7 separate regions of the Mus musculus genome follow, and all the other regions are linked to region 1. Evidence: chromatin contacts called from public HiChIP or PLAC-seq and promoter capture Hi-C data. All regions are on one chromosome and are shown on one strand. Each heading gives the region's core, a stretch centred on a gene start, on an enhancer-like site or on the middle of the called end of the contact. The rest is flanking DNA. Distances are from core to core; before and after follow the strand shown. Region 1 holds the start of Gpr25 (G protein-coupled receptor 25). Region 2 holds the start of Kif21b (kinesin family member 21B). Region 3 holds the start of Kif14 (kinesin family member 14). Region 4 holds the start of Igfn1 (immunoglobulin-like and fibronectin type III domain containing 1). Region 5 overlaps Kif14 (kinesin family member 14). Region 6 holds the start of 9230116N13Rik (RIKEN cDNA 9230116N13 gene). Region 7 has its middle 21 kb from the start of Ddx59.

Region 1 (4,246 bases), core at 1,235-3,734:
ATGTTTGTAGGCTAAATCCTCTCAAGTAAAAACATTTACTTTCTAAGCCTTCCGGAAGCCTCAAAGGATAAACCAGAGACTGAAACGGTTAATTTTAAACATTTGTACTGGAAAAGCTCCCAGAGTGTGGGGGTGGGGGTGGGGAGCCTGGACCACATTTAAAAATCAAAATTACACATCTCTTCTTTGAAATGGCACCTGGCAGGCAGATGCCGTGCATCTTCCTCATTTTTTCCTTTCATCTTGTCACTATCTCGATGTGCGATGTCCTTTAAAAGAATGAGACTAAGTCATCCTCTGCCCGCTGAGAGTACCACACTCGCAGGTGCAGCTGGCGCTCCCAGTACCAGGGTCACACAAACCATCACCCTGAAGGGCCTGAACTACTGAGCTGAGCTTTGTCTGACTGTGTAACACACCCTTCTGACACCCATCTCGCTCTCGATGTTCAAATCAAGACACGGTTGCCAACTAGGGCCAACAAAAGTTTTTATTGAGATGTGTGTTCACAGAAAAACCTGGGGTCCCTGGCTGAGTGAGGGAAAATCTGAACACCCACTGAAAAAATTCAGATGCCAGCATTCAGAAGGAAGGCCAGAACTACTTTCAGGGCGAGTCCCACAGGTGTCTCTAGATGGGAGAAGGGTTGCCACACCAGTGTGAGGTAATGGGTGGGAAGGACCAAATTGCTCACAGGACTGTTCACGCTAGGGTTAGTTTCCATGTCTTTCGTGAGCCTTTGAAAACGAAAACCCGAATTGGGGATGAGAAACAATATAGATAACATAGTGATGACTGGAGAGAAGGGGGGGGGGCGGGATAGAGGGGGAGGGAAAAGGGAAGAGGGAGGGGAGCGGGAAAGGGAAAGGGAGAGGGGATAGAGGGGGAGGAGAAAAGGGAGAGAGAGGGAGAGGGGGAGGTGAAGAGGGAGAGGGAGGGGAAGAGGGAGGGGAGGGGAAGGGAGAGGTGTTTGAGATGGTGTTGCTAGAGGGCTGACCAGGAGAAGAAATTCCTCAAAGGACAATGGCTTTTGTAGGGGCAAGAACAGTCAGGAGCAAGAAGGACCTTTGAGAGTCTGGTTTGGATATTTGGGCTGAATTACACAGAATGAAGCAGAGAACAGAACCCACTTCCCTCCCATCTACTAGGTGAACCCGCTTCTCCAGGTGAGTGTCTACAGCTTTTCTTGCCCTGGAGAAAACTAATATAATAGCCCATCCTTCCCCATCGGTTTGTGAGAACAGCCAGCCCCAACAGCCAGCTCCGAGAAAGCTGATGGGCAGTCCCCTGGCGCATCTGCAAGCACATGGTTCCTCTCTTTGAAGCACCGTTCCACCTGCGCCATCCCGGGGAGGCTACCAAGTGGCCGAGGCAGAGTTCACCTTCGGGGACCGGCCCCGGAACACCGAACTGTCGTCCCTGGAGAGCGAGGAGGCCGAGCTGATCCTGCGCACCTGGCGCCCGGCGCGCGCGCACAGCCCGAACCGGGCCCGGGCGCGGAATGAGCGGTCCAACAGGAGGTAGATGACCGGGTTCGCACTGCTATTGACGAAAGCCAGGCAGGTGGTGACAGTCAGACCCCAGCGCAGAGCCAGCAGCAGGGAGCAGGGCAGCGGCAGCGCCTGGAGCCGCGCCAGGTGGAAGAGGGAGCGCAGGACGCCGAAGGGCAGCCAGCAGCCCACGAAGACGCTCTCCACGGTGAAGATGATGCGCAGGGAGTTGCTCCGGGCCCTACCGACGCGCGGCAGGCGGCGCGACACGCGCCAGTAGCAGATCAGGGTGACAGCCAGCGGCAGCGCGAAGGTCAGTAGCAGCAGCAGCAGCCCGACACCCTGGAGCGCTTCCCAGGGCTCTTCGGCGCACTGGCTGCCCACGCCGTCCAGGCTCGGCTGCAGTCCCCGGTAGAGCAAGGCCGGCAAACCCGCCAGGAACGCCGCAGCCCAGGCGGCGCCGCACACGGCTCGCACACAGCGCGCGCTCCGCAGCGGGCGCGCGCTCAGCGGCCGGCCCACCGCCAGGTAGCGGTCCACGCTCATGCCCGCCAGCAGCAGCGCGCCCGCGCAGCGCGTGACCGCCAGCGCGAAGCTGCTGACTTTGCACAGGCCGTCGCCGAAGGGCCAGAGGCCGCCGCGCGCCTCTGCCGCGGCCCACAGCGGCAGCGTGAGCACGAAGCCCAGGTCGGCGGCCGCCAAGTGCAGCACGAAGGTGTCCACCAGCCGCCGCGGCCCGCGCTGCCGGCTCAGTAGCCACACCACGAAGGCGTTGCCCGGCAGGCCCACGGCGAAGGCCGCCAGGTAGAGCGCTGGGATGATGGCGTGGCCGTAAGGCAGGTTCCAAGCAGGGCACAACTCCACTTGGTCCAGGGAGCCCGAGCCCGAATAGTCCCAGGACAACGTGCCCCAGCTAGGACTCCAGGGTTCGGTGGACTGCATGGCCGGGGTCACCGGGCCGGCGTGCATCCTGGCGCAGGGCGGCTGCCCTCTCTGAGCAGGAGGGGGTTTGCTTTTCACAGCCTGTGCCCAGCACCTCCCTCCCTCCCTTCCTGCCACCCTAGGCCGAGGCTTTGGGGTGAGAAGAGTGTGGGGCTGGGAGGGGCAGGCCTCTGTGGTGGTGATGTTACCTTCCAAGTTGGGGCTGACCCAAAGGGAAGGGCACAACTGGGTATTGTGAGATGTCCTTAGGGCTGAGAGAACTGCGGCCACTCAGAATTGGTGGCTCATCATTTCTGGGTGCTTGGCCTAGTATCTGGGGGAAGGGAGTGGGACTCTGAGATAGGGTGCAAGGGGCAGTGGGTGCCGTAGAGCCCTAACCTGTTCTCGATTCTCACCAGGCGTTTCTTTTCTAGTTTTTAGAGGGGGGGTGGAGGGTGGGGAGACAGACCAGGCATGAGGGTTTCTGAGGGAGGGCAACGCCTCGGCTTCCTTCTCTAATCTGCTCTGCTGTGTAGCACTTGAAGGGGTCTGAAGGTTGAGGGAGATTCCCTTGGTGCCCGATCAAGAATTGGCACCACAGTTCTTGGACTAATTAATAGCCTCCTAGGATAAAAGACTAGACGTGTCACCTGGAGTGACACTTCTGTCCTGGTCCAGGCCTCATGGAGCCGTGTGGAAAGGGTCTAAGCTAGAGACAGAAAGTGTAATCAGGTGGCCCTGCTGGAAGGGGGCCAGGCCCCTGGGTTAACCCTCCTCCTCCTCCTCCCCATACTTCAAAATCTAGCTGATAAGTCAAACAGGGTTATAACCTCTATACAAAAGATGACACAAAATGGCCCCTAACAATCCAACAGATTTGCTATTCTAAATCATGAGACAGTAGCTCTGAGAGTTCTTGTGAACTGATGGGAAAGGGTTTGTGGCTAAAGGGGTGCAGGATGTCTAAGCTTTGTTCCTTCCCATTCCACTCTCAGGGGACCTCTCTGTGCAGCAGGCACTGGCTTCCTCTGCATTGCAAGAAATGCATTCTTGACCTCAGATCCCTTCTCGAGGAGGGGAGAGACACAGGCTGTGTGTGCAACGGCCAGCCTGCCATCAGTCAAACTGTGGTACAGGTTTAAAACCACGTCCACTCAGCGCTTAGAAGGAGGAGCTGTTCATGCTTCGGGGAAAAGGTCCGCAGAAGGGGCGACAGTTCAGGTCGGGTCTAGGAAGGGGTTAAAGGTCAAAAGGAATGGCAAAGCAGAGAGGATGAGCCAGCCCAGGAAGGGATAAAAAAGCAAGTATACTGAGACATGCAGGAAGACACTGGCAGGCTGTGGCCTGATCCTGAAGGCTTTGGGCATCAGTCTGATTTGGCAGGACTGTATGAGTCACAGAGGGGGAAGGCTCATCAAGCCACAGGGACTCCACAGGGGGCTGTTGTATTCATGAAGGAGTTAGATGGTGGTTGTTTTATTTTAGGGGGGGTAAGATCTTTCACTCTCATTAGGCAAGAGTCCTGCCACTGAGTGACATAGTTATTGACACTAGGGACAGAAAAGAGAGGATGTGTCAGGAGATACAGTACAGGTCTCCATGTGGAGAGACTGGAGGGAGATCTGGGATGTCTCTTCTTTGGAACAGTGTGGTAGCTGTCTCTGTCCTTATAGGGCCAGAGCACAGAAGGGCAGCTGTGTGTGCACCCAGATTGACATTGATTGGAAGTAGGATGCTAACATCACTTATGATCCAAACCTAGGCACGTCTGAGAGTGAAAGAGGCATCGTCAGCAATGGATCCCGTGGCTCCATTCTGGGAGCCTCAGGACCCCA
Region 2 (3,671 bases), core at 139-2,638, 130 kb before region 1:
CCACCAGGACCCCTTACACACCACCATCACCACTACCTCTCTGGGGCTCTGGCTCTCCTCCTGTTTGCTACGAGGGTAGGAAGAATGAGCTGACCTAACTTTCACATTTTCCCTTAAAACTATTCCAAACAGGCACCTGGGTTCCCGAGTGGAGCAGTCACAGATGGGGGTGGGGAGTGGGGAATGATGGCACCAAGAAGTGGATCCTCAGGACCCTAACGTACATCCCAGCCAAGACGTCTCACAGGGTTTCATCATCTGAGGCTGATGCAAGAAGCTTGGAGCCAGACTCCCCTGCCTCCCCTCCCCCAGAGGTCTCCATCCACATCTTGAGCTGCAGCTGGGTCCTCCTCTTGGGCCTTTTCCAGAGGAAGGAGCTGGGTGAAGCCTGGGAAGGGAGGGCAGCTGGTGAGGGGCCCTGTGAATGGTCCTAATGTTGGTTGTTGGGGGGCAGGGAGAAGAGTGGGGCTGGGAGGGTGCAGGGGTGAACTGGAATGGGACTTGACTTCACATTACTGGTCTCCTTTCTCATAGCCCTGTGTTGAAAAGTCTCCTGGGCTAATCCTTTATATACATTTCTGATGGCAGCGCTGGCCTCCTTTGCCTTCTAGCTTCTCCCAGGTATCTGGAGTCAAGTGCTTCTTTGTTCCTACTACTTCCCAGGCAGATCTGGCCTCCCACATCGACTCCCCCACACACAACCCGCCCCCCCCCCCCACTGTCACAAAGAGTGTGAACCAGGCCCTGTGGGTCATAAAGGTTAGTGGGACCCTGGTTTAGTGAGGAGAACCTGAGCCAGTCAGCCATCAAAGCAAACTATGAGCTTAAAGATGTTGCAGAGTGGAGGTGGGGAAATTTACTTCCACATCAACAAGAATCCCCTTCAATAAAGGTTGGCGGATTTACCGAAATAAATGCAGAAGGGACACTTCGCTGACTCTTTCAAATTGCAAATTGCTCATCTCTATGAGATGCTTTGAGGTGCAGCACACCGCCCAGCCCAGAGACCAGGTTCTTACCCATGCCTAGCCACAGACTCGCTGTATGACCTTGGGGTGTTCCTCTTTGAGTCCCGTTCCTCATTTAGGAAAGGAAGATCCCACTGAGACTGAGGTACCATGACTTCGAGGGCCGTGGTTCCCGAATGGTCAACTTCCCAGGGACGAGTCCATCATGCCACTCCCGCTTTCACTCCCAAGCCCTCCAATCCTACCCCGCCCCTCCCAGCCACCCGATGGACGGGAGCCAAGAGGTCTCTTTAAAGGCTCAAGTCCCGCCTCTGCTGCTCGTTGGGGCCTTCTATTGGCGGCCTCTGGGAGGGGCGGGGCCCTGCGCGGCTCTGAGGGGCTGGGGGTGGGTCCTGAGGTGGCTCGGCCCCCGCCCCCTTTGTTCGCGCTGCGGCGGGAGGTGGCGGTCCGGGTGGGAGGTGTGTGCGCGCGCGTGTGCCGCGCTGTAGGGAGCTGCGGGTCTCACTGCCCGCTGTCAACGAGCTCAGCACCTCCGCGCGATGGCTGGAGGAGACGCATGGGACCAGCCCCGTGGGGCCGGCCGCGGCTGAGCCCCTCTGCCGCCTCCTGCGAGCATGTCACCTCCAGCCTACGAGGTCGCTTTCGCTAGCAGGGTCCCTGCCTCCGCCTTCTGCAGCCGCAGCCGCTGCCTGGAGCAGTGGCCCCCGGACCCCCGCCCCTGATCCGCGCCCAGACCCTGGTGCCGGAGGACCATGGCTGGCCAGGGCGACTGCTGCGTCAAAGTGGCCGTCAGGTAAGGGTCGATGGCGGGGAAGGGGCGTGCGAGGAGGGGTTCGAGCTTTGTCTCGCGTGTTCTCGGGCGGGGGGCGCGGGCACCGCTCGAGCTGGAGTCTGCAGTCCAGGAGGAGGGGCCGACGCGCGCTGGCCCGGCTGCCGCAGGGGAGCGGCGGCCCAGCGGACTGATGGAAGGTGGCTTTGTTTGGGTGGTAATTTCTGGCCCCTCTTGGGAGCACTTAATGATCAGAAAATCGAATAAACAAGGAAATCCGGTATTTCACACCCAGCTTTGGCCCAGGCCGGAGCGTCTGTGTGTTTCCTCTTGTCCTCCCCATGAGGCTGCTGTCTCATTCTGGGGTATAGGAGGGAATCCCCCCTCCCCCCATCTACCCCAGTTAGCCAGTTCTACGCTCTTGATCCAGCTCACCATCCTGGGAGCGGATACAACAGACAAAGATCGGTTGTGGGACCCATGAAAGGGTTGGAATGGTGCCTTGGCTTTCCACGGGGTGCCAATGGCTTTTGGAGAAAGCCCTGCTGGTCCTGCCCCAAGAGGAGATGGTGCTAGGGAGGAAGAAAAAGGTGTATCCGAGGGACTAATCCAGAAGGGGTGAAAGGGGTGACAGGACCCTAATGCTACATTCACAGGCACAAAGGTGAAACTGAGCAGGGGGGAAGGGCCCCTAGATTTATCTGGATTCCCATTCCCGATATCTGTAGGTATTAGAAGTAATCTGGCAGACATTAAGAGGAAAGAGGACGGGACTTAGTGGGTTCTTTTCCTAGGGGCACACAGGTGCAGGGACAGGAAATGCTACAAAGTTGAACTCTCTGTTCTTTGCAGAGAGTGAAGATGCCTCCCACCAGCTCTCCCGACTGTGTTTTGTGGTCTTCTCTTTAAGAAGAACATAGTGGGAGAGTAGCAATGTGAGTGAGCTGGTCACCAACTCACAGATGCACTGAGGAACATACATCTCTGGTTCTGGCCTTATAGAGTGGGGGAGGGGAGCAGTCAAATTCTAGGGTAGGTCCTTGAGACAAGTGTTCAAATCCCCTGGGTCAGAGATGACCCAGATTCCAGGGATCCTGGGAAGAAGCTCATAGACAAGATGAGAGAAATCGATGAGATAGGTTCTCTCTTCCTGCCCCAGAGCAGATGCCCACCCCCCAACTCTGTATAATCCAGAGAGAAGGCACGGAGGCTTAGTATATAATAGCTCAGGTGCTGAGGGAGGGAGATTGAGGGCTGCTGGTCCAGCAGCTCCTACAGCAGTCAGAACACCACCCGTGCACACACTCTGCCTGGCACTGAACAGCCTGAGACAAAGAGGAGCCCTGCAGGTGTCTGGTGGGCTGGTGGGGCGGAGCCAGGCTGCCACTGAAGCTGACATTGCAGCAGGAACCTTTGGAGGTCGAGGGAAGGGGAGCACGCATGGGCCGGGTGGGAGTGAGACATGTCAATATGGCATCTACAGCAGATGGGGAGAGGGGAGCTACCTGCCGTAAAAAGAAAATGGAAGCCCAACCTCCAACCAGTGTGAACCTGGACTGACAGGACAGGAGACGGGGTGCTCTATCCATGGGGTCTTTCCTTTAGACTCCATTTTACCGGAGAGAGCCAAACAAAGGCCTTCCCCCTTGATTCATACTCCCCAGTCTGGGCCTGGCATGGTAAAATATTGGAGTTCCCACTTCAGGAGCCTGGGGGCATGGGCACCTGTATAGAAAATAAAGGGAAAGCTAGTGTTCCTTCCCACAATGACTATCGGGACGTTTCTGGGACCTTTACCACAGAGAAGGGCTGGTGGCTGCCTTCTGCACCCAGGGCTTTGGGATGCTCTTCCTAACTGGAGTCAGCTGTGTATATGAAGTTGTGTGGAAATTGAACATCTGAAGCGCTAGCCTTTCCAAGGGCTCCAAAAAGGT
Region 3 (4,247 bases), core at 328-2,827, 210 kb after region 1:
GGTAGAAGCTGCACTTCCGGGGATGGGGAGGAGTGAAGGCGCGGCGCTTGACGCTACGCCCAGCGACCAATCAGGAAGCGAGGCGCGCATTCAAATTGCCGCAGCCACGGGAGCCTGTGCCGGGAATGGTGAGTGTCGAGGTCTTAGGAGTGGGAAGCGCCTCCGAGCTGAGAGCGCTGAGGTTGCTCGCCCAGCGAGCCGGTGGGCTGAGAGCGTTGCGGTGTTTGCCCAGCAGGCCGGGGTGCTTGGGTGGGTGGTGCGGCTCGGTCCCCTTTAGTCCGAGGGTCCCGGGCAAGGGGCGCGGGGCGTCGCTCTGTCCACCCGGAAGCCGAGAACAGCGCCGCGGAGCGTGGAGCGGCGAACTGGAGGGGTCCAGGTACACTGTCACAGCCTGGCAAGACTGCCAGAGTCGCCAGGAGCCTCGGCCTGTGGTCGTGACCGACTTCTCTTGTCTTCCTTCCAGTCCTCTTGGAGATCTGATGGCCGAAATTCTGCAAACAAAAATCATGTTGATCTATGCAAAGAGCAAATGGCTTTTAGTTTCTAAGACAAAGATATATTGTCCCTAATTTCACCTCATATTGGGAGGGTTCTGTATTTTCACTGAAAGTTTAGCGGGAGATGCTTATACTCGAACTCTTTCTTTCTTCCTACAATGTCTCTTTGTCAAACTTTTAAAAATGAGCTTCTGGTAATTTGTTCCTTGATTGTAACAATGTCCAAATAGTTTGAATCAGTGACATTTTGTAAGGTAGACTCAGGAATTCAATTTTAAAGAGTTGTTTACGTCCATTTAAGGAGCATGACGAAGAGTGGCATTTGCACTGTTCTGTTTTAGATAATGCCTGGCAGATATTGTTGGCCTATATTTACCTATATGTGTGTAAACGCATGCCTGTCTAGTTTGTTGTATAATGAAGAAGTGACAGATAGTGTAGTTGTCTAACTTGAGGGGGTGTGGGCATCGGTGACAGTGTCAGGCTGGCCTTGAAAGTTCCAGTCTCTCACCTCGGCCTCTCTAAGGCTGGGATCACAGGCACGGACCATCACACCTGGCTACACACGCAGTTTGTAGTGTATAATGTCTGTGGTACTTTCTTAAGAGTAGCCTCCTTTGTGACATCGTGTTAAACTCCTCTGTAGGCATTCTTGTATTTAGGATACATTGACAAGTGTTCAGAAACCTACTTTGCTGCAGACTAATCAGACTAGATGCTATGATTCCAAGCTGGGGGCACTTAAAGTATGCTGACATACAGGTGTTGACCTTTCTTGAATCACTTTGTTGAGATTAAGGTCACCTGTAAGCTCCTTCTAAGCTGAGGAAATAAGGATGGGGAGGTCCTGTCTTTGAAGTCTGCAGTGTCTGTGGGTGCCTTGCTCCTAAGGGAACCCTCAGTAGATATTTGTTGAATAACAAGTGAAGTCCTTCGAGGGTGGAGATTGTAGGAGGCTGTGTGGAGGTGCAGTGGGAAGTGGTTTAGTCCAATGCATCCTCTGAGAGTTTGCTTCTGTAGTAGGAAGATCTCTCTCTTTTTAAAGTTTGTAGTAACCGTTTTATTTTTCATTTTTTGTAGTCGGCCAGATATTTTGTTGGAAACTGAAAAGAACAAAATGCCCAGCACCCCGACAAGGATCTGAAGGGCTTAGATCCTTCACATCCTCTTAAAAATCGCTTGCTGCCAAGATGTCAGTACACACTTCGCATAGCAGACACAACATCGGAAGCCTGGAGGTTTCTTCTTCACAGAAGATTTCAGCATCCAGTGGCCTCGTCCACAGCAGCCGGCTGGAACTGCACTTGAAGGCAGATATGTCAGAGTGTGAGAATCATGATCCATTCGTGAATGCTGGAAGTAAAACCATCGACATAAATAGCACTTATGTTATCTCTGCCTGTAAAAAAACAAGAGAGACTCCTGTTACCTCTGACCCCCGGAGACTGAGCCTCCAGAGAAGGGCTACTTGTGGGGACAGAGAGTCGTCTTTACTTGGAAGTGAGTTGGGAAACAGAAGAACAGCAGACACAAGTCTTAGGTTACAACGGCGGCACGGTAGAGCGGATTATGTGGGAAAGTGGGAGACATTGAATCCTGTGGGAGGTAACCCAGGAAGTGACTCTGCCTCCCAGGCATCGAGGACAGAAGCAAAGGGTGTAAATAATGATACCCGTGTCCTGTCGTCTGTCGTCTCCGTGAAAGACTCCAACGACACCGGGTTGACGAGATGCAAAGACCCAGGTCCTCCCGTTGGTGCCTCTAATGAAAAGGTGACAGTTAAGGACACAAACAGTAGAGCGCCTGTGGGTTCCCAGCGTCAGACTGAAGCTATGAGATCAGGACACTTAGTGGTGCAACTGACCGAGAGCAAGTCTGATACCCCAGTGTCAGGAGGAAGAAACTCACACCGTGGGAATGCTGGCAAGGACACTGCTAAACAAGTCGGTACATTTGGAAGCTCAGATACAAGAACCCCAGTGAAATGTGTTTTAGAACACAGATGGACACCAAGGCATGACCCGCCTCCACCGAAAAGCCCAGCTTTATCCACACCGAAAAACAATGGGAAGGACATCCCGAAACATGGCAGTACATTCAGAAGCGCGAGCTCAGAATCGAGGACCCCGGTAAAATGTGTCCCAGAACACAGATGGACACCAAGGCATGACCTGCCTCCACCGAAAAGCCCAGCTTTATCCACACTGAAAAACAGGATTGCAAGCCCTCGAGTTAAACCGAGGCCCAAAAGTTCTCTTTTTGCAAATAAAAGGGAAAGCTCACGAGAAAGCACACTCCCTCCAGAAGAAAACAGTCTAGTTCAGAAGACCTTTACAGAGCCAGACTCCTTAAAAGTAGAGAACAGTCAGGTGACCGTGGCGGTGCGCGTGAGGCCTTTCAGCAAAAGGTACGTCCGGCGTGTTAGCTCTCAGGCCGAGAATTCCATGTCATTATGTGTCTGTAAGACTCTGCTTCTAGAAAGCCAGTGTCTTTAAAGTCATTGGCATTTTCTCTTGGTACGGGGAATTGAACCCAAGACCCCATGTAGGTAGATATAATTGAGCCACATCTTCAGCCCACCAGTGTTTAGGCTTTGATTGTAGTTATACTGGTTATTTTTATAATAGAATACAAAATTAAAATCTATATTTTATACCCATATATAGGCATACACACACAAACACATACCTCTTTTAGAAACCGAGCCAGGCAGGATTGTGCACACTTTTAATCCCAGCATTTGGGAGGAGGAGGCAGGTGGATCTTTGGATTTGAAGCCAGGCTGGTTTGCGAAACAAGTTCCAAGCCAGCCAAAGCTACAGAGTGAGGCCTGGACCTAATGTGGCCAGGGGCAGGGGGAGGTGCCCTGAGTGAGTCATTTCATTCTCTCATGCAATCGCCTCTCAAATCTTTGATTTGTAGTGCTTGGGAATGTCTTCTTTCCTTTCAAAGAGCCACACAAGCTCATAGCTTCCCCAGAGAATGTTCTAGAATGGCATTCATCAACCGTATCACCTGCATTTGGTACATAGTGCTCATAAATGCAGAGGCTTAGCACACTTGATTTTGAAGGCATAGAATATTTCTTTAAAGGTGATTGCAGTTGGCGAGTCACAGATTATTGATAAGACTTTTAAAAAGTCAGCTGGGTGTGGAGGCCAGGCCTTTGGTCCCAGAGCTCACAGGCAGATCCCTAAATTCAAGGCCAGCCTGGTCTACAGAGTTAGTTCCAGGAAAGCCAGGGCTACACAGAGAAACCCTGTCTTTAAAAAAAAAAAAAAAGTAAAAATACTTATAAATGAGTGTATGCGTGTGCAATAAAATTGCTTGTAAGAATTTTTTTTTCTTTCTTTTTTTGAGACAGGGTTTCTCTGTGTAGCCCTAGCTGTCCTGGAACTCACTCTGTAGACCAGGCTGGCCTCGAACTCAGAAATCCGCCTGCCTCTGCCTCCCTCCCAAGTGCTGGGAGCAAAGGCGTGCGCCACCACTGCCAGGCACTTGTAAGTATTTAGTTGTTAGTATGTGGGAAACTTAGTGGATTTGGTGAGCACTATTTCAGCAAAGGAACTTAAAAGAGTTTGAACTGAAAGAGTAGTTCGAGGTAAGTTAATAAGTTATATAAAGGTTTTTGTTTTGTTTTGTTTTAAAGCAAATATGTGGTGGTGATAAGGGAGAGAGATGCTGGTGAGTTGTCCTAAGAAAGTCAAACTAACAAAAGCGTCACATCCATGAAAGGGGGAGAGGTGGTAG
Region 4 (3,787 bases), core at 1,179-3,678, 250 kb before region 1:
TCCAGCCAGGCCACACTTCCTCCAACAAGGCCACATCTCCTAATAGTGTCACTCACTCTGGGCCAAGCATTTAGCATTAAGTCTCTGGAGCCATTCCTATTCAAACCACCACACTCTGAAAGCACTATCCATCATTAACAGTTCTAATAGTGTTCAAATGTGAAAGTGAAGAATCCTTTTTAAGACTCAGGCAATCTCTTAACCATGAGTCTCTGTATCAGCACACAGTAAAATTCCTACTTCTGAAGAGAGGAATCCATGACAAGAAATATCAGCAAGCCAAACATGGAAACCTGTCCATTATCTGGGGTTCCTAATGGAATGATCATCTAGATTCCAAAAGGCCCAGCATTCTCGAGAACATCTTTAATCTCAGCACTCAAGTGGATCTCTGTGAGTTCAAGACCAACCTAGTCTACATAGTGAGCTCCAGGACAGCCAGAGCTACAAAGTGAGAGCTTGTCTTGAAACAAACAAACAAACAAACAAACAAACAGGAAGAGAGAAAAGATTCCAAAGGGCTTTAGTAAAATTTCAACTCCCTTTCGAGCACACAGGTATCCTATTTCTTAGGTCGGTGTTACTTCATGACTACGGATTTCTTTGTCAGACATCTCATGGTCCTGTCATCTCCAACATCCTGCCATCTCTATTCTAACTTAAGCTTCATCTTCCTGGCTTCATACAACGGCTAGTTTCCTTAACAAGTATAGCTTCTTCCTCAGCATCAGCCTTGTCCACAATGTTAAATTCCACCCTCTCATCTCCAACGGGCACATTCCTCATATCTTGCTTCCCTACTATTCCTGCCATCTTTACTCCTCTCTAGTTGTAGGCCCGTGTAAGCGCAGTGAACAACAACCATGCCACTGCGGGATGCTAGTGCTATCTTCTCTTGAGAGTTCCTCTGACAAACCAACTAGCTGATTACTTTAAAATTCTGCCCTAGTCAAGTTCTCAGGACATGGGCAGATATAGACAGGTTCTTTGCCACATAAATGGCCTGTGGTCCAGTTCCCAACATTTCCTCTTTTCCTTTGAAACCTCATGAACACCCCTCCAACCTCCCACCCCCCACGCCCCCACACACATACACACACACACTGAATACCTCTTCCAACATCCTGGCCTTCCAAACTCCCATCAGAATGACCTACTAAGCTCAGCTTGTGCTTTAATGCTTTTCCAGCTCCAAGTTCCATTCCCCACCCCCTGCCCCCCACATTCTTCCCAGAAACCAGTTCTAACACGGTCAGATTTGTCCCAGCCACAACCTCACTCTGGTTACTAGTTATTTTTCCGGTTGCTGTAGCAGAATATCTGGTAGGAGCAATGTAAGGAAGGAAGGAAGGAAGGAAGGAAGGGTCACCTTGGCTCACAGGACACATCCATCATGCAGGGGGCACAGCATCAGGCATGACATAAGTAATCACATAGTATCTTCAGCCAAGAAGCAGAAAGAGATGAAGAGCCAACATCCAGCTCTCTTTCTCCTGGACCCCGGGCCACAGGACAGTGATACCCACAGTTATCCTGGGTCTTCCCATCTCAATTGGTTTAGAAAATCCCTCACAGACATGTTGAAGGTTTGTTTCCTGTGGTTCTAGATCTCTTTAAGTTAATAATCAGTACTAATCAGATATTTAGATATTTAATGTTTTGGAGTATTAGAAATCTAGTCCACCAGGTCCTGGTCTTGACCCTAATAGACCCAAAAAGGATCTAGAATCTCAGTGGTAGGTGCTATGAATGTCTAAGACGTGGAGAAATACAGACACCATCAGAGGTCATAGAAAGAGATGTATGATCTTGGACATGGGACTTATATCTTGAGCCCAGTGACCTGGCTGCTCATATCACACTGTCCCCTTACCAGGAAAGGCCTCTGAGTACCCAGTGATTGTATTGATATGGGAGAAAAATCACATTAGGATTCCTCTGTGTAACTAGCAATTGAGACTAGCGAACTCTCCTCACAGTCCCTTGATATTTAGAGTAGGGCCTTCCAAATTCCAGGCTCTATTTATTTATTTTTCTATTTATTTTTAAAAAGAATTTCACTCTTATTATTAATTATAGATATAGTAAGGCACATGTGTACATGAGTGCAGGTGTCCATGGAGACCAAAGTGCTGGACCTCCTAGAACTGGATTACAGATGGTTGTGAGCAACTTGTTATGGATGCTAGAAATCAAATGTGAATCCTCTTAAAGAGCACTTTTAGCTGTTGAGCCATCTCTCCAGCACCTAGGTTTTATTTTTTGCAATGATAGGAATCAAACCTAGGGCCTCATTCATACAGACTAAAGCCCTGTAACTTCTTAAAGGTATGCAAAAATAAGCCAATAAATACCTTTTAACAAAGAAAAATAAAGGTATGCACTAAGCACATAATGTTTAACAGACCTTGTGTTCGCATCTCATTCATGCTGGGACATTTAGTAGAGGGCTGGCTGGGCTGAACAAGACACTAACATACATGTGTCCTCATGCCATGTCCCTCTGGGACTGGTTTTCCTGTGTCAGGTAACTGTAGGAACCTGCCCCCTCCTCCATATTCCTTCTTGCTCGTCCCTCTCAAAGATGGCAGGCTGCTGCTCTTCCCCAGGCTGAGCCAGCTGCAGTTGGCTATGATTAATGGCATCTATTAACAGCAAGTTGTAAACAGATCAGGTACACAGTGCCCATGAAGATCTCACCTCCCTAAACCCCTTGCCACCCCATGACTACTCTTTAACTTTCCAGGCTCCTGCTTCTCCCAGCCTGAGAAACATGGCCTAGGGAACGCTTTACTAAGGGACTCAAAATGTTTTGGAAGTAGGAAGCAAACCTATGGGGCAAAGTCCAGAATCCTAAAATTGGGCCAGGATGAAGGCCCAGGTCAGGGAAGCCGATTTGCAACAGCCTCAAAGAACTATCAAGGCTGCCTCTAGGCTGCCTGGACTTGGGCAAATTACCTCCCCATCTCTGGGCCTCAGTTTCCCTATTGAGTGAGCAATTGGCTCGAATATTTTCCAAACTCCTGCTAGAATCATTAGAGCCGCAGAGATCCTTATGGACATCGCTAATTAGTCCCTGCAAATAAGCAGGCTCACTCCACTTCCCCAACCAGCTACCAGTGTCTGTCCAAGCAATAGTTCGGTTTCCTTCTGGTTAATTATAACCAATTTAAGAACCAAACCACAATTTCTTAGGGGGAACATCCAGAGGAGGATGGGAGACCCTCAGTCCAGAAGAACCCATAACTTTCTGAAGATTCTCTCCTTTAACCCACAGAATAAGGACATGCCTAGGAGGTCAGCTTAACCCATTTGAACAGATGAGAAAAACGGGCCCACAGAGACACCTTGATGGCGGGTGAGTGGCAGCTGGAGAGATTAGGATTAGCGAGTCTGGGTCAGCCTCTGGTCTCTCAATGCTCCCCAGAACGCGAACTGAAAGCCTTTAAAGCCCGGAAACCCAGCCAACTATGAATGCAATCTGAGGTAGGTAATCTCTGCGTGTGAAGTGATTATGTGTAAAAACAGTGGATTAGTGTGTCCGTGCAGCTATGTCTCCTGGGATCAGCGGGACCTAGCCTCTTACCCCGCCTTGGGACACAGAGCGGTGACCTCCCTAATGCAATGCAAGACCACCAGCACTCGCGCGTGGAGCTCAGTAACCCCGTACATTCTGCTGTACGTCTTCACCCGGTTTTCCGCAGCGACCTAAGCCTTTTGCATTCTGGGCAGGAACGCTGTGGGTTGAGATCCTGACCTGGGGGCTCGCGCACCCCCACAGCAGGAA
Region 5 (3,811 bases), core at 75-2,574, 250 kb after region 1:
TTACATTTTTATTTTAAGATTTATATCTTTGAATCAAATAAAAATTGAGGCTGAAGAAATGTCTCTGTGGCTAAAAACTCATATTCTTGCAAAGGACCCCAAGTTCTCTTCTCACCAACCACATCTGGCGGTTCATAGCCGCCTGTAACTCCAGCTCCAGAGGGGTCCAAAGCCCTGGCCTCCATGGCTAACTGCACTACTTGCCCACACACAAGCAAGCATACAGGCATAAGTAAACATTTTGAGACAAGGTCTTTCTAGGTAGCCCTAGCTGTCCTGAAATCCAGATCCTCCTGCTAAGATTAAAGCTGTGAGCCACTACACAGGACTTTTTTTTTTTTTTAAGATTTATTTGTTTCATTTATGTGAGTGAGTACACTGTAGCTGTCTTCAGACACACCAGAAGAAGGCATCAGATCCCATTGCAGATGGTTGTGAGCCACCATGTGATTGCTGGGAATTGAACTCAGGATCTCTGAAGAGTAGACAATGCTCTTAACCACTGAGCCATCTCTCCAGCCCTTGGTTTTTTTTTTCTTAAGGAAAATTTATATGGAGTTTTTAAAGGATATAAACTTAAAGTTATTTTCTTATTTATCCCAAAAGTAATTGTAACATGTATTAAATGGTAGTATTAAGATTTTTCAAATATCCCGTATTCAAATTATGTGACTGCTAGAATTATATTCTATAATACTAATATAATGCTCAAAATATTAATGAAAATATGTGTTAAAGCCTAGAGGGTATTGTCCTAGCTTTAATCTGTGGATTATTTCATCAAAAGTGAAGATCATTAGCTCAATCTAGATTATAAGACAAAGGAAAGCAAGTGAAGTGATCCTCGTGAGGAAAAAGGAGTCACTAATGAATTAGATCGTGGAGACCTGAGACATGTGGTCCTAAGAAGATGGCGTCTGTTGTAACGTTAGCACTCGGGAACCCAAGGAGTTTGAGCTTATCCATGGCCATATGCAAGGCTAACCTAAGCTACATGAGATGCTGTCTCAAAAAATATAAAAGGAAAATGGTATCCAAATTGATAATCAAGCTGGGCAGTGGTAGTGCACACCTTTAATTTCTGCACTCAGGAGGCAGAGGCAGGGGAAATCTCTGCGAGTTCGGGCCAGCCTGGTTTATAGAGTAAGTGCTAGGGCAGCCAGGGCTAAACTGAGAAACCCTGTCTCGAAAAATAAATAAACAAAACAAAACCAAAAAACCAAGCTTGAGTAAGCAATTATGTCATCGATACAGTGTTATGCTACTTCTGTGTTTGTTTACTTGTTCTTATCCATGTGTGTATAAGGCAGGCAGAGACAGACACACAGAGGCTGAGTGTGCAGGTCAGAGGACAGCTTCGGGGCACACAGAGGCTGAGTGTGCAGGTCAGAGGACAGCTTCGGGGCACACAGAGGCTGAGTGTGCAGGTCAGAGGACAGCTTCGGGGCACACAGGCTGAGTGTGCAGGTCAGAGGACGGCTTCGGGGAGTCGATTCTCCCTCTTCTCCCTTTCTGCCGTGTGGGTCCTGGAACTTTGGAGCAAGTGCCAAACCTGCTGAGCCGCCCTGATGTCCCTGTTGGTCTCTGTGCTTGCATTCTTAGGTTAGCTTTCAAAATCATGTGTTAACTAAAACATTAATTAATGAAATATAATTAATGAAAAATTAATATTTCATTGCAGCACTTTCACACATGTACCTGTACCTGGCTCTCAGTCTCATCTCTCGGTTCTGTTCCTGGGCTCCCTGTGGCTTCCCTCATCTATGTTGTTCCATCCCCTTCCCTTCCCCCCTCATGATCCCCTGTTCTACACATGTAAACACACACACTACATAATTGCAGATCCATATACAAGAGAAAACAGTTAAACGCCATTGCCTTTCTGAATCTGATTTATTTTGTTAACATAATGATTTCCAGCCCTGTTTATTTTTCTGTTAGGATTTCAGTGTTCTTGACAGATATATAAAATTCCATTGCATACACACACACATATACACCACATTTTCTTTATACATTCATCTTTTGATGGACATCTCGGCTAGTTTCCATCTCCTGGTTATTGCGCTATTGTAAATATTCTAGCAGTAAACATGGGCATGGATGTGGGCTATATGGTATGTTGCCTTAGAGCCATTCCTGTGCTAGTTATTTGAGACTTCTCTATAGAAAGGAAAGACATTCTAGGAAAAGATAAATTATTAAAGCTGTCCTACTGGGAGGACAACCATGTAATAATGTTAAAAGTTCGTAAGTGAAGTAGATTCAAAAACAATTTAAAAAAAAAAAGAGCTTTTGCCAACTTGGGTCTGGCAGAATGGCTCCCTCCAAGAAGGGTGATATGAAGAAAGGCCATTCTGCCATCAGAGAGGTGGTGACCTAACAATACACCATGAACATTCACAAGAGCATCCATGGAGTGGGCTTCAGGAAGCGTGCTTCTTGGGCACTCAGAGAAGTCCAGAAATCTGCCATGAAGGAGGTGGGGACTCCAGATGTGCACATTGCCAGCAGGTGCAATAAAGCTGTCTGGGCCAAAGGAGAAAGGGACGTTCCGTATCACATCCGAGTGCATTTGTCCAGAAGACGTAGTGAGCATGAGGATTCGCCAAACAAGCTCTACACATGGGTACCTGACGTGCCTGTTACCACATTAAAAAATCTACAGTCAATGTGGGTGAGGACTAACCTGCTGAATGTCAAAGTTGCCGAACTGGAAAAAAAAAAAAAAAAGAAAAAAAGAAAAAAAAAAAAGAAGAAGGTAGGAAAGAGCCAGATGTGGTAGCTCCCACCTGTAACCCCAGCACTTAGGAAGCTGAGGGTCAGGTCGGGTTCAGGGCCAGCCAGTGCTGAATACAAAGGTTTGAACACATGAGGATGTGCCTCTAAAAACTAAAAGGAATGAATGGGAGGGGGTTAAAAAAACACTGGTCCTAGTCAACTTTATGAGCACGATTTCAGGGTGCCAGAGAAAAGAGAAGCCTTGTTGTGTGGGAGGTATTATAGAACCTCTCACAATTCATCCTACGATACTCAGAGTAACTTAAACAACTTAAGAACTGTGCACAGTGGCTCACACCTTTAAGCCCAGCACTTGGGAGACAGGCAAGTGGATCTGAGTCTGAGGTCTTCATAGATAGTTACAGGCCAGCCAGGGCTACACAGGAAGACTCTGCTCTCAAAAAACAAAACACACGCGCGCGCGCACACACACACACGCACACGCACACACGCACAGCCGCCACCTCCAAAAACCAACATAAAAGCTGAAAACATGACTCAGATTACAAACCAATCTTAATTTGAACACTAAAAAAAATCCTAAATGAAGCCTACCAAACCTGCTGAATGTGTTTGGTTTTTGGTTTTTTTTTTTAAAAACCAAATTTCCTGAGGACTCAGGGTTTGTTCCAGGAGAGCAAAGCATCGTCTGCTGCTGCCTGTTTAATGTGTGTGCTTTGCCGTGTGGGCGTCATGGCTCCTGGGACTGGAGCTGTAGGTGGTTGTGAGCTATCGTGTAGGTGCTGGGATCACAACCCAGGTCCTCTGCAAGAGCAGCAAGTGCTCTTAACCACGGAGCCTGCCTTCCGGCCCCAGCAAAGTGAACTTGAAGATAATCCCAAATCCTGAACGTGTGATGTCACAGCAGTGACACTGTCTCTCGCTATGGTGTGCTTGAGGGTGGTTTTCCTTTCCATCTCTGTTTCTGTTACTAATTTCTGATTTTACAGTAACAAGTATAAGTGTATTTAAAGCAGCATCGAGGGCATTTGACCATCCTTACACCACTGCACACTCTAAACCCTACTCT
Region 6 (4,174 bases), core at 265-2,764, 150 kb after region 1:
AGACATGAGACCCTTTCTTAGAAGACCAAAATAAGAAAAAATAATAAAGTTATGAATATACATTAAGTTCAAAAGTATTTATTTATATTGGGAATAGGCAAATTACATGTCAGCAAACTCAGGTAAGAGTGCAAGTTTATAACCTTCAAACTCAGAAAAATGCACACATTTACTGTATGTCCTATAGACAAAGGATGTAACGTGATCCCATATTCACATGTGTTATGAAACTAAGTACAGTCTTGACAGGAACAGTATCCCATTTATCTGACCAGTAAAGTTAATTTCTATAGTACATTTCAGTGAATCATAGAAAAAAAAGTTAATAGAGGAAATACTGGGGCTGGAGAGGTGGCTCAGCGGTTAGGAGCACTGACTGCTCTTCCAGAGGTCCTGAGTCCAAATCCCAGCAACCACATGGTGTCTCACAACCATCTGTAATGAGATCTGACGCCCTCTTCTGGTGTGTCTGAAGACTGCTACAGTGCACTCATATAAATAAAATAAATCTTTTTTTTAAAGCAAATACTGGAAGGCTACACATACATAAATATATATGGTATGCATTATTTTTATAACGCTCAAAAGGTAAACAAAACATTGTCAGCCAAATGTATCTACCAAAAATGGCAAGCTGAACACACACCCACACACCATAACGAAGCAAGTAGAATCCGATACAGAAATGCTTTAGCGTTTATTAATTTACTAATGCCAACATAAAAGTCAGAGTTTTGTTTTATTAGTATTTTCACACTTAACGTAGCTGGTAAATTAATTTTGTATGCATCAAATATTGGGTCGAAATGTATCTTTCAAAAAAAAATAACACCCAAAACCTCACCTCTATTTCCCTGCTTCTCCTGTCCAACTTCCTCCCCACCCCAACAGAAGTGCAAGTCCTGGGACCTGTCAGGCTGTTCCAGAAGTTGGCAAAGTGAAGGCCACCCGTTGGAACTAGGGAGACTTTGAAGGTTGGTTTTAGTTTTGGTTTACACAGCGCGGGGCGGAGTGCTGCATCTATGAATATTTGGCATATTAACTACGCCATATCAAGTTGCTCGGATTCTCGAGTTATTCTCAGTATCTGACAGGAGGTTTTCCTGGCCCACTCAAACTTCCCACTTTCTAAGCGTGGAGGGCCCCGCCCTTCCTGGCAATCCTTTCTCACCAGCCTACTCCATGCTAGAGCCTTCCAAAAGGATTCCCACATCTGCCCGCTACCCTGTGCACCGCCCTCCGCAGCGCGTCACCGCGAGGGCGTGGCCAGATGAAGCTCCGCCTCCCGCTGTGCGCAGGCGCGGGGCCCTCAAACCCTGGCTGGGATTGCGGAGCTTCCCGGCTACTCGGCCGGAAACTCGGCCCTGCGCCTGGACCGGAGCGGCCCGAGCGGGAACGGACGCGGCCCGGTCCGCGCGGGTGAGCGTGCGCCGCCCTGGCAGCTCGGGCCTCGGGCCTCCGGCTCCCGCTCCTGTGCTCCGGCGTAACCTGCGTGCTGGACGGCGGCTGCGGACTAAGTCACGCCGCTCGCCGGGGTCCTCGTGACGTGCGCGTGCCTGGAGCGCGGGCCCGCGGGCGGGTGGGGAGGGCGGGAATGCGCGGGATGCGGGCGTTGCCTGGAGCCGGAGGAGGAGGTTGTCGGCTCTGCCGCCCCGAGCGCCCCACCCATTCCCGCTCCTCAGAAGCTTCAGGCGGTTTGGGTGCCATGTTTTTTGTTGGTTTTTTTTTTTTTTAATAGAAAATGGGTACTAGCGATTTCTTAAGTTTTGTTTTGTTTTTGAGAAAATTAAGTTTATTTCATGGTCCCAAAATGTTAAACATTCTTTCCCCAATCACTAATTTGTTCTCCAGAGCAGGAATACTTGGTTTCTAACACTTAGGAATTGTTATTTGAATAAATAAACTTAATTCCTAGGTGGCTGGAGTTTTCATCTGCTTCTGTGTGTGTGTATATATCAGTGTTTTTCTTTGGAATGTGGAACTCAGACTCTCACTTGCTAGCAAAGCACTCTACCACTGAAGTACATTCCCAATCATTCAATATACATGTATCGATTATGCTACCTGATATGTATATCATGTAAATATATACATATATGAACTTAGGGTTGCAGTGACCTACTTTCCCAGGTTGTGAAGATTAGCAAAAAACGACGGAGAATGAGCACTCTTATGTATATAAATATAATTGCATTTTCCCCTTTTGAACTGTTGTTTTGATTTTTTTAAGATTCTTAATTGTGAAGTATCTTCTTGTGTGAAAATGCAATTGAAGGATATGCTGTAGAATTTCTATAATACCTGCTCCATAATAGTACAAGTGATGGGTCAACAGAAACAGGTGGCGTGCACAGCAAGGTTGTGGGGAACCGTAGGCAGTGTTTCATAGGGCAGTGTCTGAGGAAAAAGACTGTATCCCTTCCCCCAGAGGAAATTGATAAGTGGAAGTTGGCTTAAGTAGGGACATGACGGCTTCACTATTGCCCTGAGTAAAATTCTCTGACACAACATCGTATGGGCTAACATGGGAGCTTAATTGAGGGTAAAATATATCTCATGGTGCAATTTCCTCAACAGAATGTTGAAGAATGTTTGTTCCAAGATCTTTGAAAATCAAGAGGAGTTCTAATGATGACCTCAAAAGCGGTGAAGCTAAAAAAAGCAAGCCAGAAGCAGGAGGCCTTCAGGTGGAGGGAGACAGAGATACTCCGGTCCACACATCAGTCACTGAGGAAGCTGTCACAGCAGACAAGCCCGGCCATGCATCAAGCACCAACAGTCCTTCTTGCCAGTTGGCTGAGGTTTCTTCCACAGGACCTGATGAGGGTGTGAAGGACAGCCACCCATCTGAAGAGCCTGTAAAGTCGTTTTCTAAAACCCAGCGGTGGCCAGAGCCTGGGGAGCCTGTATGTGTCGTCTGCGGTCGTTATGGAGAGTATATCTGTGACAAGACGGACGAAGACGTGTGTAGCTTGGAGTGCAAAGCGAAGCATCTGCTACAAGTTAAGGAAGGGGAAGGATCATTAAGACCCAGCAGCCCACAGAGAGTGGCTGCCGAGCCAGAGTCCCCACTGGATGCCTTTTATGTCTACAAAGAGCACCCCTTTATTGTGACCCTCAAGGAGGACCAGATTGAAACCCTTAAACAGCAGCTAGGAATCTCAGTTCAAGGACAAGACGTTGCCAGGCCCATTATCGACTTCGAGCACTGTGGCTTCCCTGAGACCTTAAATCAGAACTTGAAGAAATCAGGCTACGAAGTGCCAACCCCCATCCAGATGCAGATGATTCCTGTGGGGCTCCTGGGAAGGGACATTCTGGCCAGCGCTGACACTGGCTCAGGGAAAACAGCTGCTTTTCTCCTGCCTGTTATTATCCGAGCTTTCTCTGAGGTAATTTACCAATCTGACATGTCTTCCTCTCTGAAACAGACGCGGGATTTACCGAGTTTCATTGTGTGTAACTGATAAACTTGCACGCTGCTGCTTAGCATTTGCGAATTAAGTCACCAAGGTGCCGGTGACTTTGCTTTGTTTCGTGTGTGAAAACATCACTTCAAAGAATATTCCTTTTATTGCTGAACCAAAGATCTCTCTTCCTGGCAGGTCTAAAAATTAATTTCCTTACAAGACATTTTATTTTTAGCAGCTTTTCTATAAAAGAACAAAGTTTTGATCTGCAGGCAAAACCCTGCTTACCAGATGGATGAGCCGTAGCTTATGTCAGCTAAGCCTCTCGGGGTTTGGAGGAACGGGCATAGCATATTAAAGTTATAATGCAGTTGCAGCATGTCACGGTATATTCTTTTTTTTAAAGTATTGATTTAGTTATTTAGTTATATGAGTTGAATGCTCTATTTGCATGTATGCCTGCATGACAGAAGAGGGCATCACATCCTCTTATAGATGATTGTGAGCCACCTGTGTGGTTGCTACGACTTGATCTCAGGACCTTTGGAAGAGCAGCCAGTGCTCTTAACTGCTGAGCCATCTCTCCAGCCCCTAAAGTATATTCTTATTTTTTAATATATATATATATATAATTTTATTTTTGGCTTTTTGAGACAGGGTTTCTCTGTGTAGCCCTGGCTGTCCTGGAACTCACTCTGTAGACCAGGCTGGCCTTGAACTCAGAAATCCACCTGCCTCTGCCTCCCAAGTGCTGGGATTAAAGG
Region 7 (4,064 bases), core at 1,062-3,561, 130 kb after region 1:
GCACCGTGGCCTCCAAGATGGACAGGGGAAGAAAAGGAGGAGAATGAGCTGAATTGAAAGTAATCACTAACCTTATGTGACGATGAACGAAAGGAAATATAAATCCACTCAGACTTAAGAAACAGCACAACCTGGCAATCAACCCGGCGTTGAGCTGCGAGGTCACTCCAGCGCTTGGGAGGCCGTGGCAGCAGGATGAGCATTTGAGGACAGCCTGGGATGCACAGCAAGACGTGCATATTTTTTTAAATGAAAAAGAAAGAAATATAACCAAATGTGGGAAAAGGGGAACCAAGTAAAGTGTGGCTGCAGGCTGTGTTCAAAGGCAGGGAAGGACATCTCGGGCCTCAGAGCCTGAGAAGGACACCGTCAGACAGGTGATGTCACTGGCCACTGCCGTTTCCACTGAGCACTGAGGGGCTTCAGGGCAAAGGCCGAAAGGAAACACATTTGATCATTTCTCATGGAATTGGTTTTCACTAAAATTCACTCCTACAGGGAAATTGAATTCTTTTTTTTTTTTTTTTCTGCCAGTCTTCAAAGAGAGAGAAAGTCCTTGTTTCTAGGACATTCTGGTGCCACCACCCCTGAGGGAACAGGTGCCAAAGAACTCCACTTCTTACACAATGTTGAGCTGTGGGGATTGTGGGACACAAGAGCTGCTGTGCCGTTGTGGGGGTGGGGGGAAGAGCTCTTCCAAACAGAAAACACCAACTACAGATCATTTTTATTACTTTGATATTTTGATACTGTTGGGAAAGGGGAACATTTTTTAAAGTCCTGAAAGTTGGAAAGTGGGGCAGGAAAATACTGTGTCTGCAAGGCTAGCCTGGGCTACATAGTGAAACTCTGGTCAATCTGACCTACAGAGGGAGAAGCTGTCTCAAGCCAAGCAAGCAAGCAAACAAGGTTGCTCCTCAGTGTGTTCTTTTGGAGCTATTTCTTTCTTGCTGTTGTTTTATTTTTGAAGGTATTTCTAAAGGGTCCTGGAGGGAGTTTGATTCAGTCTGTGTTGTAATGGAGATTATGTTACTCTGAATTATTTAATTCCACTAAGTGGTAAGAAAAAACGCTGTTGTGCTCTTGAAGAACTGCAGGATGAGAGCCTAGGCTCTGTGTGGAAGGAGAGTTTATGTCTAGGAAAGAAGCGTATAAAAAGCAGAACACAGTGATGTCTGTTTGTTTAGGCTTGTTTGTCAACCTGCTTCATCTTGATTGAATTCTTTATTTAAAAAAATTTTAGTGGTTTGTTTACTTTTATTTTATGTGTATTAGTGTTTGCCTGCATGTATGTCTGTGTATCATGTGCTAAAGTGATGCCCCCAGACACTAGAAAGAGCATTGGATCCCTTGGAACTGGAGTTACAGATGGTTGTAAGCCATCATATAGATGCTGGGATCTGAACCCAGATCCACTGCAAGAGCTGTATAAAAAAAGCTAGCTAAAGATGAGCCAGGGACAAGCCAGCCAGCAATGTTCCTCTGCGCGTGTGTAATATATATATATATATTACACACGCGCACACACACACACACATATATATATATATATTACATATATATGTATAGAGAACAGGCTCTACAGTGTTGACCTCTGATCTCTATGCAATGTTGCAGTACATATGTGCACACATATATATGCATGTATAATACATATATGTATATGAACACTACTACTATCACTACTACTACATCAAATTTGCAAAGCATTCTTTATATTTACACATGTGGGCTCAAACGACCACTTTCTGATCAGAGTCCAGGCCTTCTCCACAGGAGGGAATCCATATTAGGTACCATAAAATATGGTCAGAAGTCCATGGCTGGAGAGGTCGTAGACCCCAGTGGGGAAGCTACCACTGTTGCTTTGCTAAATGGATGGAATGTGTGCACTGAGACGGGAGGTGGACATAGGAGAACCCCCAGAAGCTTATAGGCTAACGAGACTGAGGTATTAAACATGGCAGAAATAGCGAGAGAGATTCTACCTCAAAACAAGGTGGAGAAAGAAAACTGATTATGACATCCACATTTGCTGTGGCATGTACACACACACACACACACACACACAATTACCTATAATAACAAATAAATGAAACATTTACACAAAATCGATTCATGATCTGTCTTGAGATATTGCTACTCTAAACTCTCAGTCATGTTAAAACATGTGGAAAAAAAACAACAACAACAAAATAAACCAAAACAAAAGTTCCCAGTTTTGCCTACATCCGGAGCCTAGAGCCTACCCGCCTGGCTCTTTCTGTGCACTGTGCGTGATGGATGGGCGGAGTCAAGCCCTGCTGAGCTAAACGGGAAGCTGCCAAGTTCTCACTCAGCTTTTCCGCTGATGCTTTTAGCAGATGCTGATGGTCTTTGCTCGCATGCATTATGTCATTAGAGCAAACAGCACTGTGGTACTCTAAATCCATCATGACTGGTGTACTTTTTAGCTAGGACAAAATGGAAAGAGTCATCCACCAATGGTTATCCTGGGGTACAGCGTGTGCGAGAGAGATAGTCGGATCTTGGTTTTTACTTGTTACAAGTTAGTTTTCTAGCATCTTTCTGAGTTAACCATGGACATTTTTTTTCTGCTCTCTTCCTCTTCCTTCCTCTTCTCCTCCTTCTCTTTTCCAGTCGTTGTTGAATCTACCTACATATAAGATCAAGCAACATTATAATGAATGACATTCCTTCTCCATACAAGAAGCCTGTCTTGCTGTTGTTGGGATAATCTCTTGTGCACTGTGTAAAGGTTGTCTTTGTATGAAGCATCACCGGTCTCAGTAGTTTGTAAACATCTTCTCCATCACCTGATTGGTTTAATAAAGAGTTGAATGGCCTATAGCAAGGAAGGAGAAGATAGGCGGGACTTCCAGGCAGAGTTAGGAACTCTGGGAAATAAACCGAGGCAGGAGATGCTCTACTCAGACAGGAAGGTGGGAGATTCCCCAACCAGAGCAGAGGAAAAAACAGGTGCTGGGACATAAGAAAAGGGACAGGGGAAAAAAAAAAAAAAGGACAGAGCTAGACGACCACGTTTACTTACATGAGCTAGTTGAGAGTCTGCTAAGCTAAGAGCAAGCTTTCATAATTAATAAAAGGTCTCTGTGTCATTATTCAGTAGCTGACAGGCCAGAGGCTATTTGGCTATATGCTATATCAACCACCATGGTAATTTTTACAGTAATAGAAAGATAAGCTAAGCATAGAATGTTTTTAGTAGCAACATAAAAGGTATAAACTTAGGGAAATTTATAGACAGAAAATTTGACATTCTATTAAAGAAAGCAAATGAAGTGACGTCATTAAACCAAATTGAGAGTAAATTTTGACTTGGGAAAATATAACATACTTGTGATTTGTAAAAATCTAACCAAAATCCAAAACCATCTTAATGTGTCCCCCCTTCCCCAACACACACACACACACACACACACACACACACACACACACCTTTGGACACTGCTTTAGGAATAATCTGAATAGAACACCTATCTAGAAGCTTCTAGAGAAATAGGCTAACCAGACTTGCGATATCAGCTTATGTATGACCCAGTTCATAAAAGTACTTAACACTGGGCATAGGAACAAGATTGCTTAGGAGAGAGAGTAATGAAGGCCAGGAACTCCTCCTGCTTATGTTCCTGTCTCAAGAGAATCTGAAAATGGTGTAGAAAAATGGCTTAAGATCTACCACTTGCCTTGACTTAAAAACAAATATCCATCGTTGTGTTGGTAGATGGCTAGATGCTTAAATCCTTGTAAGTGATTTAAGCGGTTTAATGTGCCAGTTGTTGCCAAAGTGCTGGTGACCCGAAAGCAAAGAAATAAATAGAAATTCAAATCCGCCCTCAGAGACTTCATGTCAGAACAGGTGACATACTCAGGGTAAAGGGCAGGCAGCGTTAGTGACGGACTGTATAAAGCCACAAAGGATTGATGTTCTCCCAGAGTAACTGTTACATCCTAACCCAGGGGAGATAGGTTGTGCAGCTTGTGTTTTCACAGAAGAGCTCCACTACAAGGCTAACCCAAAAACTTTTGCTTTAAAATGCTCT

Evidence for each region. Promoter capture Hi-C pulls out the DNA fragments that hold promoters and counts their contacts. HiChIP or PLAC-seq counts read pairs in DNA pulled down with a chosen protein or histone mark. Capture Hi-C pulls out chosen DNA fragments and counts their contacts.
Region 2: a promoter capture Hi-C map of hematopoietic stem and progenitor cells shows a contact between it and region 1. The contact joins the promoter of Kif21b here to the promoter of Gpr25 in region 1. A contact is called at or near these places in 7 of 39 promoter capture datasets (the HPC-7 cell line, embryonic stem cells, hematopoietic stem and progenitor cells and 2 more), 1 of 15 datasets of contacts at CTCF or cohesin (the NIH/3T3 cell line), 2 of 484 Hi-C or Micro-C datasets (LSK cells and embryonic stem cells), 5 of 115 datasets of contacts at active chromatin or transcription factors (CD8 T cells, the SCID.adh cell line, effector CD8 T cells and 2 more) and 3 of 9 other capture datasets (adipose tissue, liver and pancreatic islet).
Region 3: a contact with region 1 is called in a promoter capture Hi-C map of pancreatic islet. The contact joins the promoter of Kif14 here to the promoter of Gpr25 in region 1. A contact is called at or near these places in 7 of 39 promoter capture datasets (the C10 cell line, the SN4741 cell line, cranial neural crest and 4 more), 3 of 15 datasets of contacts at CTCF or cohesin (the NIH/3T3 cell line, large pre-B cells and stem cell-derived epiblast-like cells), 6 of 484 Hi-C or Micro-C datasets (bone marrow-derived macrophages and embryonic stem cells), 27 of 115 datasets of contacts at active chromatin or transcription factors (the 230-238 cell line, CD8 T cells, the NIH/3T3 cell line and 20 more) and 4 of 9 other capture datasets (adipose tissue, embryonic stem cells, liver and 1 more).
Region 4: a promoter capture Hi-C map of embryonic stem cells shows a contact between it and region 1. The contact joins the promoter of Igfn1 here to the promoter of Gpr25 in region 1. A contact is called at or near these places in 3 of 39 promoter capture datasets (the C10 cell line and embryonic stem cells), 1 of 115 datasets of contacts at active chromatin or transcription factors (the SCID.adh cell line) and 2 of 9 other capture datasets (adipose tissue and pancreatic islet).
Region 5: a promoter capture Hi-C map of liver shows a contact between it and region 1, with 2.3 times the contacts expected there. The contact joins the enhancer-like site here to the promoter of Gpr25 in region 1. A contact is called at or near these places in 15 of 39 promoter capture datasets (the 3T3-L1 cell line, 3T3-L1-derived adipocytes, the C10 cell line and 10 more), 1 of 115 datasets of contacts at active chromatin or transcription factors (embryonic limb bud) and 2 of 9 other capture datasets (adipose tissue and pancreatic islet).
Region 6: a promoter capture Hi-C map of the SN4741 cell line shows a contact between it and region 1, with 4 times the contacts expected there. The contact joins the promoter of 9230116N13Rik here to the promoter of Gpr25 in region 1. A contact is called at or near these places in 15 of 39 promoter capture datasets (the 3T3-L1 cell line, the C10 cell line, the SN4741 cell line and 10 more), 1 of 15 datasets of contacts at CTCF or cohesin (the NIH/3T3 cell line), 4 of 484 Hi-C or Micro-C datasets (embryonic stem cells and pre-B cells), 8 of 115 datasets of contacts at active chromatin or transcription factors (effector CD8 T cells, embryonic forebrain, embryonic stem cells and 3 more) and 4 of 9 other capture datasets (adipose tissue, embryonic stem cells, liver and 1 more).
Region 7: an H3K4me3 HiChIP or PLAC-seq map of embryonic stem cells shows a contact between it and region 1, with 26 read pairs. The contact joins the enhancer-like site here to the promoter of Gpr25 in region 1. A contact is called at or near these places in 8 of 39 promoter capture datasets (the 3T3-L1 cell line, the C10 cell line, cranial neural crest and 5 more), 1 of 15 datasets of contacts at CTCF or cohesin (the NIH/3T3 cell line), 1 of 115 datasets of contacts at active chromatin or transcription factors (embryonic stem cells) and 3 of 9 other capture datasets (adipose tissue, liver and pancreatic islet).

The regions. Positions count from the first base shown.
Region 1 is chr1:136,258,442-136,262,687 of GRCm38.p6, forward strand. Gpr25 (G protein-coupled receptor 25) reads right to left here and starts at 2,485. Exons shown (of 1, transcript NM_001101516.2): 1 at 473-2,485. The coding sequence starts at 2,432. The coding sequence ends at 1,356.
Region 2 is chr1:136,130,002-136,133,672 of GRCm38.p6, forward strand. It overlaps Kif21b (kinesin family member 21B), which reads left to right and starts at 1,389. Exons shown (of 35, transcript NM_001039472.2): 1 at 1,389-1,761. The coding sequence starts at 1,721. Gm15850 (predicted gene 15850) reads right to left here and starts at 1,182. Exons shown (of 3, transcript NR_046170.1): 1 at 1,020-1,182.
Region 3 is chr1:136,466,271-136,470,517 of GRCm38.p6, forward strand. It overlaps Kif14 (kinesin family member 14), which reads left to right and starts at 1,578. Exons shown (of 29, transcript NM_001287179.2): 1 at 1,578-2,904. The coding sequence starts at 1,688.
Region 4 is chr1:136,003,914-136,007,700 of GRCm38.p6, forward strand. Igfn1 (immunoglobulin-like and fibronectin type III domain containing 1) reads right to left here and starts at 2,429. Exons shown (of 27, transcript NM_177642.3): 1 at 2,408-2,429. The coding sequence starts at 2,429.
Region 5 is chr1:136,505,092-136,508,902 of GRCm38.p6, forward strand. The region is part of intron 20 of Kif14 (kinesin family member 14); the gene reads left to right. Among named protein-coding and RNA genes, the nearest start is that of Kif14, 39 kb to the left of the region's middle. Within about 2 kb of position 1,325, at least 6 of the 459 cell types and tissues checked have an H3K27ac peak or open chromatin away from gene starts, as enhancers often do. A contact at or near this core is called in liver, where this site is marked.
Region 6 is chr1:136,414,005-136,418,178 of GRCm38.p6, forward strand. It overlaps 9230116N13Rik (RIKEN cDNA 9230116N13 gene), which reads right to left and starts at 1,515. Exons shown (of 3, transcript NR_024328.1): 1 at 845-1,515. It overlaps Ddx59 (DEAD box helicase 59), which reads left to right and starts at 1,267. Exons shown (of 8, transcript NM_026500.3): 1 at 1,267-1,419; 2 at 2,578-3,392. The coding sequence starts at 2,589.
Region 7 is chr1:136,392,395-136,396,458 of GRCm38.p6, forward strand. No RefSeq gene overlaps it. Among named protein-coding and RNA genes, the nearest start is that of Ddx59, 21 kb to the right of the region's middle. Within about 2 kb of position 2,312, at least 37 of the 459 cell types and tissues checked have an H3K27ac peak or open chromatin away from gene starts, as enhancers often do. A contact at or near this core is called in embryonic stem cells, where this site is marked.